2 separate regions of the Mus musculus genome follow, and region 2 is linked to region 1. A link is a contact called in public HiChIP or PLAC-seq data. All regions are on one chromosome and are shown on one strand. The core of a region is the stretch at or near the end of the contact, and the rest is flanking DNA. Distances in the headings are between cores, read along the strand shown.

Region 1 (7,041 bases), core at 1,846-4,345:
CTGATCCATCTACCTCGTGTGCACCTTCACGGGGCCATCCCTGCTGCAGAGCAGGAGCCCCCGCCCACACGGGAAGTGGGTCTCACGGTAGGACATCCTTCAGAAATGAGAATAAATGCATCCCATCTATGCAGGACAGTGTGGGGAAGGGATCCTGCAAGAGCAATCTCTGTTACCACAGAGCAGGAGGGTGGGCACTCAGCATGGACAGCAGCTAGAACGGGTAAGGCTCTCCCTGCTGCTGGCCACGCGCAGTCTCTCTGGGACCTGGGATCAGGATGCATCGATATGCACCCACTGTGCAAATACAGAGCTGCTTACTTAAAACCTGCATCTCTCTAGACACACCTATCAGATTTCACTAAACTTTCTCCCCAAAAATGGGACTGGAGAAGACATGGTGGTGATCAGTTTGCACCAGAGGGAATTTACCATGCAGACATCTGCAGTTACAAAAAAAGGAAGACAAACGAAAACTGATGCGCACAGGCAGGCCCTCCCTAGCTGATATCCCTGGGCCCCTCACAGACAGAACCAGGCCACGGTAGGTAGATCTGCAGTTAGAGCTGCTTGGCCAGAAGCAGCCAGGTCTGCACTGTCACACTAGCTCTCCAGCAACTGCTGAGGGGGATGTGTTAGGATGGCTGGCTGGACCAGTCCTGAGGCTCACAGACAGAGATTAGAACTCTCCACAGAAGCGCAATACAGCCTGGAAGGGGAAAGAAGCCACCCATAACCAGCCACAAGAGACCCACTCTCTGCATTCACTCATGCACTCATTACATGCACTGAACGGAACTTCAAGGGACCATAATATCCTCTAAGAACCTTGTGATATAGATTTAATGTATATGTAAACGTGTGTGTGTGTGTGTGTGTGTGTGTGTGTGTGTGTGTGTGTGTGTGTGTGTGTGTATACATACGTATTAGATATATCATAGACAGGGTCTTGCTATGTAGAACTTGCAAGACCAGGCCTATCTCTGACTCCCCCTCAAGTGTAGGGATTACAAGAATGCACCACCATATCCAGCCTTTATGATTTATTCTTAAAGGTGGAAATGAAATCATTTAAGATGTCTGTAATGCGCTGAAATATGAGGCACAGTGTCTTGAAACAAAATCCTGTCATCCTGTGTTCTTGGAAGTGTGCCTGATTTATTTATATATATATATAAATGTATATGTAAATATATATGTATGTATATGTGTGTGTATATATATATGTGTGTGTGTATGTATGTATATGTATATGTATATGTATATGTGTATGTATATGTATATGTATATGTATATGTATATGTATATATATATATATTACCAACTGTATATGTGAACTTTACAGGGTGAGAAGATGAGAAACCGAGGCACACCCAAGAAGGAAGAAAGGGAATACTGAGCTGGAGAGATGGTTCGTAAGTTGGGTTCCCAGTACCCACATCTGGTAGCCCAAGCTACCTAATCATAGCACACTACCTGGGACTCCAGCTCCAGGGAATCAATGCTCCTGGTCCCCTTGGGCGCTTGCATTTATATGCAAATGCACACCATGTACATCATTACAAAATATTTTTTAGAGAAGACTTGAGGAAGTGACTTCACACACCATCTCTTTCAGCTTATCTGTCTATTCATATATTTTACTGATAAGGATATGCAGGCTTCCCCATGTCCAAGATCACCTTGCTGTCAAGTGCAGTGGGGAACTCACACCCAAGGCAATGCGCCTCCCAGACCCTCCTGGCCTCTACCACACGGAGGTTTTCTCCATCTCCTCCGGGGTGTACAAAGGTTTAGGATCAAGACCTCACCAACTAGATGTTAGAACTATTCCCCACTGATGAGCTGCAAGCTTCGCACACTGCGGTCCACTGGCTTCTTCTCGTCCTTACACCGCACACACCCCCATCTCAGCCCCAGTGGCTTCTCTCTACAGGAGAGCCTAGCCTTCCTAGATAACAGCATTTCTTCCAAGGGGCTCAGATTGCACCGCTCCATTCCTACGACATGATACCTCTCTAACCACCATGGGCCTTGGGGAAGTAAGGCTGCAAAGAAGCTAGGGTCTGTACACAAGCTGCGTTATCTTCTTTACTGACTTTGCATTTTTATATTTAATATATATTTTATATTATATTTGCGATATACAGTGTAGGTTCTTTTGTTCAAAATACACAGCCACACCCTGCCCAGAGGCACACTTGCTGAGTCAGCACCCCGGGAGTCCATCCCTTTACAAAGCTGGGATGGTAATTCCACACAGATGGAGCTAACTTACACACCCTCGATGCACCGTAACACTGAGATTCAAAGGCTTACCTTTGCAGCCTGTGGCAATTCACCCCACAGCCAGAGCATTTCCAGGTTATTCTTTGGCGTCAACCTGTCTGCAGACTTACTGACCAGCTCAGAGTCACTTTTTGGTGTTGAGGGCCGGGAGCCTGAAGGACTTAAGGAAACACAAAACCATGATTTGAATGGGGGGAAAATCAGAAAACAACAACAACAGCAGCAAAACAACAAAGTAAAAAATAAAAAACCTTTGGTTTTGTCTCAGAGTCAAAGGTTCTAGTAACCCAGAAGATACGTCCCTGGGGCCGTTCCCTCTGACAAGCCTTCCTTTGGCCACTAGAGGTCACTGTTTACCACCTCTAACAAGGTAACAAGGTGGCCAGCCTTGTAGCCAAACTGAAGGACAGTAAAAGGAGCTATAACTTGAGAGGTGAGGGGGATAGAATCAGAAATGGAAATTCTCAATAAACTAAAGAAAGGAGGAGGAGAGAAGGAGGAGGACGGAGAAGAGGAGGAGGACAGGGGAGGACAGAGATGAAGAGGCGAAACAATCAGAGGGGCAAAGAGAGCAAAAGTGGGGAAGGGTTCTTGGGTACAAACTGCTGTCCTTTGTCACACACAGGCTTCTCACCCGTGCTCTCACTTTCCTAGCAAGCACCAGCTCTCCAGCAGGTGCAAAGGGGTCCTGACCAGCTGACACTGTATCCCAGGTTTAGACACTGGCTTTGAGAACAAGGAAAACACCCTGTGTGCCAACTTCACTACACTGGATCACCAGGCAGCTGTCTCCAGGAACCTATCAAACAAAGGCTTTCTGTGTCACCTCACTGTGCTGCTCCTAAGTGACAGTGACGCGCCTCCATTCCACGGCACACATTTTTACTTCTAACATTTGAACCAAGTCTCATGTCTGTTCGGCCAAATTAACGGGCCAAAAGTATCAATGCAGACCCACGATTCTCACAGACACCAAGCTACAAGGCCGGAAGAAATGTCATAGTTCTCTTTCTTTTTATTCTCCCACACCACTTCCCTCAAGAGGAACATAGCAGCCCTTTCACACAAAGCAGGAAATGGCTTCTCTACAGCCCCTATCCGTTCCCCTGGCTGTGCCAAATCTCACTTATCTGAGTCCCATTGCCAACTCAAGATGGCACTTCCTGTTGGTTAAAGAAGAGCCCCGTAGTGCACACAACTCCGTGGCCAAGTGAACTTGTATCTATTTGAGAGATTTTCTACATAGCTAGCCTGGCCTTGTATGGTGCTTCCATAAAGCCAGACCTCAGGCTCTTTGACCCTCGTTTTACAGTGAGGCACAAAGGGCTTCCCCCTTCCCTTGGCACCCGCTGACCACTGATCTTCCCAATGAAAGCACACTACCATAGGGCAACCCTCATGGTCTAGCCTGACTGGGGAGGAGGCTCCTGGTAAATCATATTGTGAGAGCTTCTACGATAGAACCCTACACCATACAGACAAGACACACACACAAAAAGAGCTTCTACAATAGAACCCTACACCATACACACCACACGGGAACTGGAGAGGTAGCTGGGAAGGTGGAACACTAAGGAGAGTTAACAGTTCTTACAGAGGACTGGAATTCCCGGTACCCATACAGGCTGCTCACAGCTGCCTCTAACTCCCACTCTAGGGAACCCAGTGTCCACTTGTAGACGTCACTTACACAAGCACACAGCCACCTACATGAATGCGCACATATGTGCTTTGAAGAGGGGGAGTCAGTACTTATAATTAAATGTAAAATCAATTTTTAAATTTTAAGTCAAATAAAATTGTAACAGTTATGATCCCCAGACAGAAATTAATCAGTGCTTACTTTGATTATAAAGTTTCAAAAGTAGATGAGGAAATGTCCACAAAATTAACAATACCGAGGGGATGTGGGGGAGGCCCTGATAAAAACACAAGCCCATGCCCCAAGACTGGTCCTAAGCCGTTCTTCTAAATTCTGCTCTAGAAATGCCGTGGAGATTGTGGGAACCCATTATACAGAAAGCCTAATAGGCTGTTTAAATATTTATAGTAAGTGGCTATTCTAAAGTGGTGCTCTAAAATTAGCTCAGAGACTTGTCTGTCAATTGCCCCACCACAGAAAACATGGTCTCTCAGTCTCCAGCTCCTTGTCCGGATTTTCAAGGCCACTCACAGAGTCAAGCAGCACCTAGGACAGACCATCTGAGGAATTCTAAGCAAGCCTAATCAGGGCTCATTGCTTAAGAATGCATGCTCACCAGGCGTGGTGGTGCACGCCTTTGATCCCAGCCCTCTCCGGAGGCAGAGGCAGGCGGATTTCTGAGTTCGAGGCCAGCCTGGTCTACAAAGTGAGTTCCAGGACAGCCAGGGCTATACAGAGAAACCCTGTCTCGGGAAAAACAAACAAACAAACAAAAAAACCTCATGCTCCTCTTCCAGAGGTTCTAGGTTAAATTCCCAGTGCACCCACAAGGTAGCTCTCCATCCTTCCCAACTTCAGTTCTGGGGGGACCCACCGCCCTCTTCTGGCCTCCTCAGGCACTGCATGCATGTGGTACACAGACATACATGATGCAGGCACACATTCAAGCATATCAAAGTAAATACATCTTTAAAATAAACATGTCTAATCGCCTACTTACAACTTAAAACGAAAGGAAGTATTTTTTCATAAGTAAGTTGGTTAGTGAGCACAACTGATTTTAAGTGTTAGATCAAAATTTGTTTTATATCCTGCGAGTTAATTTTCATTGCAAGTGATTGGAGTTAGAATTAGATCACAGCTTCTGTAAAAACAGGTCTACCTTTCCGAAGCATGGAAGTGGCAAGACTGCAGAGGACAAGAGCTAGAGAGAACTCCCTCGGCCAGGTGAGGGGGAGTCCTCTGGCAATCTACCAGGCTGCTGGAGGCACCGGACGGACACACAGCAAAAAGAAAGGGGGGGAAAATGTCACAGTCAGTTAAACGAAATGTTCTACCACTGCTTGTGGCTCTCAGCACAACGACTCTAAGAAATGGAAACGTTTGGCTGTCACCCAGCACCAGCAAAAGGCCAGCTACCTTGAAATCCGTAGGAAATCAACGTGACCTTTCTCTTGCGCTCGTCTCCTGCTACCCAGGCTGCCTCAAACCAGCTTTGTAGCTGAGGACGACCTTGAACTGCCCGGTTTTCCACCCTGACAGGGAATGAATCCAGGGCATCATGCGTGCTAAGCAAGCACCCACTAACCTGAGCTACCTCCCTACACCATCAGCATGAACTTCCTGGGATGCAAAGATAGGAAGCTGCCAAGACCCATTTCCCATTTGATCCTTGTGCCTTCAGCCAAGGCAAGACCACACATGTCTGGTTGAACCTCAGCATAGAATCAAACTCCATGATCTACAGACTCAGACATGGGCGCTCTCTCTCTCTCTCTCTCTCTCTCTCTCGTTTCCTATAAAACACATTATTCCAAGTGTGGACGACGTAAGAATCTATGTATCCTTATGTTCAATCCATGTGACAACAGTCACATAATCTGATGCCATCAGTATCCTGGACTCACAAGGAGAACAAGAGAGACAGTGAGTCCCTCCCTGGGCTGTCCTAAACATTCCTTTTACATTCTTCAGATTAATGAAGAATAGGTTTCATCAATCAATTAACAGCGTCTAAAGACGGTGCTCTGTTTTCTTCCTAAGTCAGTATGTCTTCTCTTCTTTGGGATCATCTCCCTGAACCAGGACAAGAACACATGAGGTTCCAGGCATCTTAGAGAGGTGTAGATAGTTGTCTGCTGGGTCCAAAGAATGGATCACTGACCTAAAAGGTTTATTATGAAAACAATATTTAAAATATCTCATTAATGTTTTTAAATGGATTACTCTGTGAAATGTGGGTCGAATAAAATCTTTTAAGTTAATTTGATTTTTTTGCAAAGGTTTTTTTGTACTTGTGTTTGTGTGCATGTGTGCATGCATGTTGCTTTTGTCAGGGCATTTTATTACAACAATAGGAAAAGAAATTAAAACAACATGTCTAATATAAAACTACATACATATACATATTTATATATATACATACATTCACACATGCATATATATATACTTACATATACTTATATGCTTATAAATATATACTTATATACATATATGTACTTATATACACATATATACATAAACATAAGCATTATATATATATATATATACACACATACACACACACACACACATATACACACACACACACACATATACATATATATGGCTAAGTATTTGGTACCTAATGGAAGGTCTGATCTCTAAGCAAGTAGACCCTATCCTCTGGTAGATGAGCATTTCCAGTCAGTCCCAGCTAGGATCAAGCATGATAGCTCAGCCCTAGCTTATGACTTGCGGCTGCCTTATTCTCAAGATGACCCTGAGCAAACTGGAACCAAGACAGGTGTCTGACAAGGATGGCAGCGCATGCCACAGTCCCAGGGTACACTCACTTCCATTCTAAACTACAAGTAAACATACAGCATCCGGTAGGCTAGCCCAAGGACACCATAGCCACCATGTTGCTTAGCTGGCTTGACTATATCCACATCCCCAAACAGCTTGGCAAGTTAACAACCTATCCTCCACCCACCATGACACTTAAAACTATGGTCCTTTAGAGGCCACAAACCATTATCATGCCCAGGATCTGTCTGCCACCCAAGAAGCAACCAGTTTTCTCCCTAGCAGGGGTGAGCCTGTCCCACAAGAAAACAGGGTCTTTGCCC
Region 2 (7,041 bases), core at 1,141-3,640, 51 kb after region 1:
TGGGTGGGGGGTGTTGATCACAGGAACACGGAGACCTCGCCAGCAGTCATCACTTGTCTATGAATCCTCAGGGAGAGTTGGGATTGCATAATGTGATGGTTTGCATATACTTGGCTCATAGAGTGACACTATTCTAGAAGGTGTGGCCCTATTGGAGAAGGCATGTCACTGTGGGTATGGTCTTTAATACATTCATCCTAGTTGCCTAGAAGCCAGTATTCTGCTAACAGCCTTCAGATGAAGATGTAGAATTCTCAGCTTCTCCTGCACCATGCCTGCCTGGATGCTGCCATGTTCCTGCCTTGATGATACGCACGCCTTTAACCCCAGCACTTGAGAGGCAGAGACATGTGGATTTCTGAGTTCGAGGCCAACCTAGTCTACAGAGTGAGTTCCAGGACAGCCAGGGATACACAGAGAAACCCTGTCTCGAAAAAACCAAAAAAACAAAACAAAAAAAAAAAACCACAACAAACAAAAAGAGTTGCCTTGGTCATGGTGTCTGTTCACAGCAGTAAAACCCTAACTAAGACATGTGAGTCCCTCATCCCCCTTCATGACACTCATCATACCCAAAACTCAGCACCTCCCACTACTCCCCAACTACTTCCTCCTGTTTGTACATTTCTTTTCAGAAACAGTCTCATTATATAATATAGGCTGACCTTGAACTCGCAGAGACCTGATAGATGGGATTAAAAGCATGCACTACTATGCCCAGCCCACTTCTGACTTTTTAAAACATTTAACTCTTTAGGTCTGGGTGCCACCACTCTGCTACAGCAGTGTCTGGAGGTCAGCAGGGTCCTTGCAGGACTCAGTTCTCTCTGTTCCCTACTCGAGCTCCAGGAATTCAATTCAATGGCCTCTCTGACATTTTTTTTCTGCCCCTTCTTCTGCAATGCCCCCCGCCAAGCCTTGGAGGAGGTGATATAGGTGCCCCATTTAGGGATAGCATTCACAGTCACTTCTTCTCCACGCTGTGACTGGTTCTGAGTCCTGCAGTAACCACTACCCCCCCAAAAAAAAGTGTTTGTGACGAAAGCTGAGAAAAGTTCTAACCTATGGACATAAACATAGTTGTTTAGAAGGCAAGTTTGCCAGGCACACTGTGTCCAGTTAGCAAAACATCAGAGGCTTCCCCATATGCAAGCCAGCAAGTGTTGGAGCAGCATGTTCCAGAAGAGTAAACAGCCAGAAGAGAACATGTACAAAGGAGCAGGAAGACAGGCTGGACTGGGTGCTTCTGTGAACTGACCTGCGTGTACCTGGAAGGTGACAGGGACAGTGACTTAGCCTGTCTTGGACTAGAAAGTCTGTCTTGTCTGTACGGACAGTTTTGACCTCTGTGTGATTTCTATCCTCCACCCCGTGGTGTGTGTGTGTGTGTGTGTGTGTGTGTGTGTGTGTGTGTGTGTGTGTGTGTGTGTGTGTGTGTATTTATAGCAAACTGACACTCTTCTCTGAGCGAAATTGATCCCACGGCTCACTCACCCGTCTGGCTATTTACGAAAGGCACCATGCAGACTCCACGTGTTTGCACACGCAAATGCTTCTGTGTAGGGTCAGGTTGCCTGGGAAACGGGCCAACCCTAGGATCCAGAGCTGACAGGCAGCTATTCCAGCCTCACTGGCCTCCCTGAAGTTCTGGCCTCCAAGACTGGAGGCAAGCCAAAGAGCACTGGCTCAGAGCCACCCCTACTCCAGTCGTCCCCCACCCCCACCCCGCAGCAGGGAAACATTCCCAGAGGGACCTGAGGGAAGAGGAGGCTCTCACTGCAGCCTTCCACCTAGCCATCCATAAACCCTGTGGGCTTTCTGTTGCACACTGTCTTTTCCTTGCCAAGCTATGCCAAGGAGGGCAAGGTTTGTGTCTCTCTAGACTCCAAGTGGCAGCTTTAACCATGCCTTCTTTAAATTTATTTATTTTGGGGTTCTTTGAGATAGGGTTTTGCTATGCAACCCAGCTGTAGTGAAACTTGAAGCAATTCTCCTGCCTCAGCCTCCAAAGTGCTAGGATTACAGACAGGTACCACCATGCTCTTGGAAATCTTACATGCCATGTGTTTCCATCTATTTGAAAGGCTTGGGGGTTTTGAGGTACCGGGGACAGAAGGCAGGGTCTCATGTATGCTAGACACATATGCTGTCGCTGAGCACCAGTCTCAGCTTCCTGTCTTCTTATATTATACTAGGGACAGATGGCAAGGTCTCACACATGCGCCACCATTGAGCTGCATTCTCGCTCACACATGCTAGACACATGTGCACCACTGAGCTGCATCCTCAGCTCTCTTGTCGTCTTACATTTTGCTGCACTGATGTCCTCTCAGGACTGGCCTTGTCTGCAAGGCAAAGCGAACCTTGCCTCCAACTGCAATGTCTCTGGGCTCTCATGACCTTGAGCCTCCAACCAAATGTCTGTCCTTTTCACCTCAGGACTGTCACCACACAATAAGGCCAGCTCCTCTGTTCCAGATGATGCAGGCTGGCTGGTCCTAGCCTGAGTGTCCCACCTTATTCCCTCTTTCCTATAGAAACCCCATCTGGCTTGCATTACCTGGCTTGCAATGCCTCCTAGACAGCCCCTGTTTCCCTATATGATCTCCTAGGCCTCCTGCTTCCTAGGGTGACACCACACTGTCTGTTCATGACACTCATTTATACGTCTGCACTCCTAACACACCTTAAAGAAAATTCTGAATACCTTTAAAATCTCTGGCTCTCTGGAGCCTGTGACTAGCTGGAACTCAGTGGAGACAAGCAAAATGACATTGGTGTACTGACAACCAGACACTGCACAGGCTAGTTCAGCAAGGCAACGTGGGTGATGGACTAGACCAATAGACTTCTGCCAGCCAGAACAAACAAGTCATCCCTGGGTTCCCCTACCCCAAGAAGTGATGTCGCCAGCTTGATGCAATTCAGAAGACTGCGGTTTGACCAGCAGAGCTCAACACTGACCTATCACCCACACTTGCTTCTCTGCTGTAAGAGAGATGATGACACACAGTTAATGCAAGAATTAAATGACAGCAACTATGGGGAAATTAGTCCAGAAAACCAGAATGCTGTCTGAATTCAACAACTATCAGACTTTCATTGTTTGGCTGTTACTGTTTAGAATATCACTACATAGCAACAGGACAGGGCAGTAACTCTTTGGTATGACAGTCCCCCAGTATGGGCCACCTGGGTCCTGTGCTGGGGACAAACCTAAGAGCTTGTGGCAGTCTGAGCACAGGGCCTGGAGACTGGTTTGGTCAAGTCCAGCCTCACATGTACTGGGAGCCACGCCTGTGCTAAGTGCTGAGCTCATGAGATGATTTCTATGAGGATGGAGACAGGATACTGGGACTACTCATGGGAAACAGGGAGGAAGCGCAGACGCTGGTGTCCGTAATTTAGCATGATGTGTGTCTTAGAGAAAGAAGGGATTTTTCTTTGATAACTGTAGGGGAAGGGGAGAGAAGACAACCCAGGAGGATAAGATGACCCAGGGAGCAAAGTCAAGAAACTTAGCAGGGGAGTCTTGAGTTGTGAGGAGTGAGACTACAGCTCAAGGCCTGGGGAGAATGAATTGAGGAAGAGAAGAAATTTGAGCACCCAGGAAGAGAAACTAGGAAGAGACTGAATGACTTAGAGCATCAAAGAAGTGTTTTGTCCACAGTAGAGTCAGTGAAACTCCAGCCATAGCCAGAGAGGAGCCAGGAAAGAAAGATGAGCTCCAGTCCAGAGTCTTCATCTGTCAGTGAGTGTCAGCCACAGTCCTTACTCTGCACCAGGGACGTCACAGCCTTGTGTCACTCTTAAGCCTGCCACTTCTAGAAGCCAAGTCTCAAAGCAGCTTTATGCTACCTTCCCAAGTTTGCACATGGTAGGTACACTGCCCCAAAGCAGACTGAAACACCTGCCCCAAACACCTTACTCCCCCAGACTCTGACTCCTGAGAGGCCCATGGGGTAGGCAGCTGTAGAAGAAAGGGAGAAGCCATCATCACACGAACCAGGGCCATGGAACATGTGATGCTGGGTGTTGTATCCCTGATCAAGGTTGGTCTAGCCCTCCAAGCTCCTAGTATTTTGAGCGTTTTTTGTAGCAGGACAGACTTGAGGCTGTACCTGGCTAAGAGTGTGATCTTGGGCACCAGGTGAGCATGCACCTGGTGATGGACAGTGATCCCTGCACTGAAGTGAGCCTGACAAACGGAGCCCATTGGCTTGCACCTGCAGCAAGCAAGGCAGGGAGATGGCGCCAGAAACATAAACTCCTCCTACTAGACTAGCCAGGTGCCACTCCACTGAACTCATCTAATTGTCTAAGCATTGAGAGCATCTCCATTGTGGTATTTCTGTTTTGTTTGTTTCCATTTTAGTGAAACAATGTCAGAAACGCTGGCTCATTTCCCCCAGGTCAGCTAGTCTCATCCTTGGCTCCCATCTCACTCTTCCCAGAGCTCCTGCAGGTGGATATAGTCTTTCCCTATTCTGCCCACCCCCTCCCTCCACTAATCCCGGAGCTCACCAAAGGCAACCCCAGCCTCATCCTCCCTGTTCTTTATAACAAGGTACATGCTGCAATCACTTGGTGACCCTTGACTCACGACCTTGACGTATAGAAGGCAGGGGTGACATCACTACGCTGATGGACAGAAGTCACCTCATTTAGACCTTCCCAGCATGTGTGATGTCAATGCCACCAGCTATGTCACAGGCTTGAAGAGTGGGAAAGATGTTCTGATAACTTTGTGACCACCAGGAAGGGGTGTATGATGGTTTGTATATCCTTGGACCAGGGAGTGGCACCATCTGGAGGTGTGGCCTTGTTGGAATAGGTGTGACCTGGTTGGAATGGGTGTGCCACTGTGGGTGTAGGCAAAAGATCCTCACCCTAGTTGCCTGGAAGTCAGTCTTCCACTAGCCACCTTTGAATGAAGACGTAGAACTCTCAGCTCCTCCTGTGCCATGCCTGCCTGGATACTGCCATTCTCCCACCTTGAAGATAATGGACTGAACCTCTGAACTTGTAAGCCAGCCTCAATTAAATGTTGTTTTTATAAGACTTGCCTTGGACATGGTGTCTGTTCACAGCAGTAAAACCCTAACTAAGACAGGGTGGGAAGATGAGACTTCACTCCCTATTCTGCCATTTGCTCCCAGGTGTCTCAAGGACTCCATACCCCTCATGACGTCACCGATCCAGTACAGCGTGTGGGCAAAGCTTGAGGACTTCTTAGAAGGTTGGGACTCACCCAACCCCATTAATTTTTTTTTCTTTCCATTTTTTATTAGGTATTTAGCTCATTTACATTTCCAATGCTATACCAAAAGTCCCCCATACCCACCCACCCCCACTCCCCTACCCGCCCACTCCCCCTTTTTGGCCCTGGCGTTCCCCTGTTCTGGGGCATATAAAGTTTGTGTGTCCAATGGGCCTCTCTTTCCAGTGATGGCCGACTAGGCCATCTTTTGATACATATGCAGCTAGAGTCAAGAGCTCCGGGGTACTGGTTAGTTCATAATGTTGATCCACCTATAGGGTTGCAGATCCCTTTAGCTCCTTGGGTACTTTCTCTAGCTCCTCCATTGGGAGCCCTGTAATCCATCCATTAGCTGACTGTGGGCATCCACTTCTGTGTTTGCTAGGCCCCGGCATAGTCTCACAAGAGACAGCTACATCTGGGTCCTTTCGATAAAATCTTGCTAGTGTATGCAATGGTGTCAGCGTTTGGATGCTGATTATGGGGTGGATCCCTGGATAAGGCAGTCTCTACATGGTCCATCCTTTCATCTCAGCTCCAAACTTTGTCTCTGTAACTCCTTCCAAGGGTGTTTTGTTCCCACTTCTAAGGAGGGGCATAGTGTCCACACTTCAGTCTTCATTTTTCTTGAGTTTCATGTGTTTAGGAAATTGTATCTTATATCTTGGGTATCCTAGGTTTTGGGCTAATATCCACTTATCAGTGAGTACATATTGTGTGAGTTCCTTTGTGAATGTGTTACCTCACTCAGGATGATGCCCTCCAGGTCCATCCATTTGGCTAGGAATTTCATAAATTCATTCTTTTTAATAGCTGAGTAGTACTCCATTGTGTAGATGTACCACATTTTCTGTATCCATTCCTCTGTTGAGGGGCATCTGGGTTCTTTCCAGCTTCTGGCTATTATAAACAAGGCTGCTATGAACATAGTGGAGCATGTGTCCTTCTTACCAGTTGGGGCATCTTCTGGATATATGCCCAGGAGAGGTATTGCTGGATCCTCCGGTAGTACTATGTCCAATTTTCTGAGGAACCGCCAGACAGATTTCCAGAGTGGTTGTACAAGCCTGCAATCCCACCAACAATGGAGGAGTGTTCCTCTTTCTCCACATCCTCGCCAGCATCTGCTGTCACCTGAATTTTTGATCTTAGCCATTCTGACTGGTGTGAGGTGGAATCTCAGGGTTGTTTTGATTTGCATTTCCCTGATGATTAAGGATGTTGAACATTTTTTCAGGTGCTTCTCTGCCATTCGGTATTCCTCAGGTGAGAATTCTTTGTTCAGTTCTGAGCCCCATTTTTTAATGGGGTTGTTTGATTTTCTGAAGTCCACCTTCTTGAGTTCTTTATATATGTTGGATATTAGTCCCCTATCTGATTTAGGATAGGTAAAGATCCTTTCCCAATCTGTTGGTGGTCTCTTTGTCTTATTGACGGTGTCTTTTGCCTTGCAGAAACTTTGGAGTTTCATTAGGTCCCATTTGTCAATTCTCGATCTTACAGCACAAGCCATTGCTGTTCTGTTCAGGAATTTTTCCCCTGTACCCATATCTTCGAGGCTTTTCCCTACTTTCTCCTCTATAAGTTTCAGTGTCTCTGGTTTTATGTGAAGTTCTTTGATCCATTTAGATTTGACCTTAGTACAAGGAGATAAGTATGGATCGATTCGCATTCTTCTACATGATAACAACCAGTTGTGCCAGCACCATTTGTTGAAAATGCTGTCTTTCTTCCACTGGATGGTTTTAGCTCCCTTGTCGAAGATCAAGTGACCATAGGTG

Evidence for each region. HiChIP or PLAC-seq counts read pairs in DNA pulled down with a chosen protein or histone mark.
Region 2: a contact with region 1 is called in an H3K27ac HiChIP or PLAC-seq map of heart atrium, with 5 read pairs. The contact joins two enhancer-like sites. A contact is called at or near these places in 1 of 15 datasets of contacts at CTCF or cohesin (the NIH/3T3 cell line), 9 of 484 Hi-C or Micro-C datasets (the G1E-ER4 cell line, the HL-1 cell line, cerebral cortex and 4 more), 3 of 115 datasets of contacts at active chromatin or transcription factors (double positive thymocytes, embryonic stem cells and heart atrium) and 4 of 9 other capture datasets (adipose tissue, liver, macrophages and 1 more).

What each region holds. Positions count from the first base shown.
Region 1 is chr12:16,566,071-16,573,111 of GRCm38.p6, forward strand. It overlaps Lpin1 (lipin 1), which reads right to left. Exons shown (of 21, transcript NM_015763.4): 6 at 5,094-5,192; 7 at 2,320-2,449. Among named protein-coding and RNA genes, the nearest start is that of Lpin1, 20 kb to the right of the region's middle. Within about 2 kb of position 3,096, at least 73 of the 459 cell types and tissues checked have an H3K27ac peak or open chromatin away from gene starts, as enhancers often do. A contact at or near this core is called in adipose tissue, cerebral cortex and heart atrium, where this site is marked.
Region 2 is chr12:16,617,466-16,624,506 of GRCm38.p6, forward strand. It overlaps a transcript of Lpin1 not described here. Among named protein-coding and RNA genes, the nearest start is that of Lpin1, 31 kb to the left of the region's middle. Within about 2 kb of position 2,391, at least 103 of the 459 cell types and tissues checked have an H3K27ac peak or open chromatin away from gene starts, as enhancers often do. A contact at or near this core is called in adipose tissue, cerebral cortex and heart atrium, where this site is marked.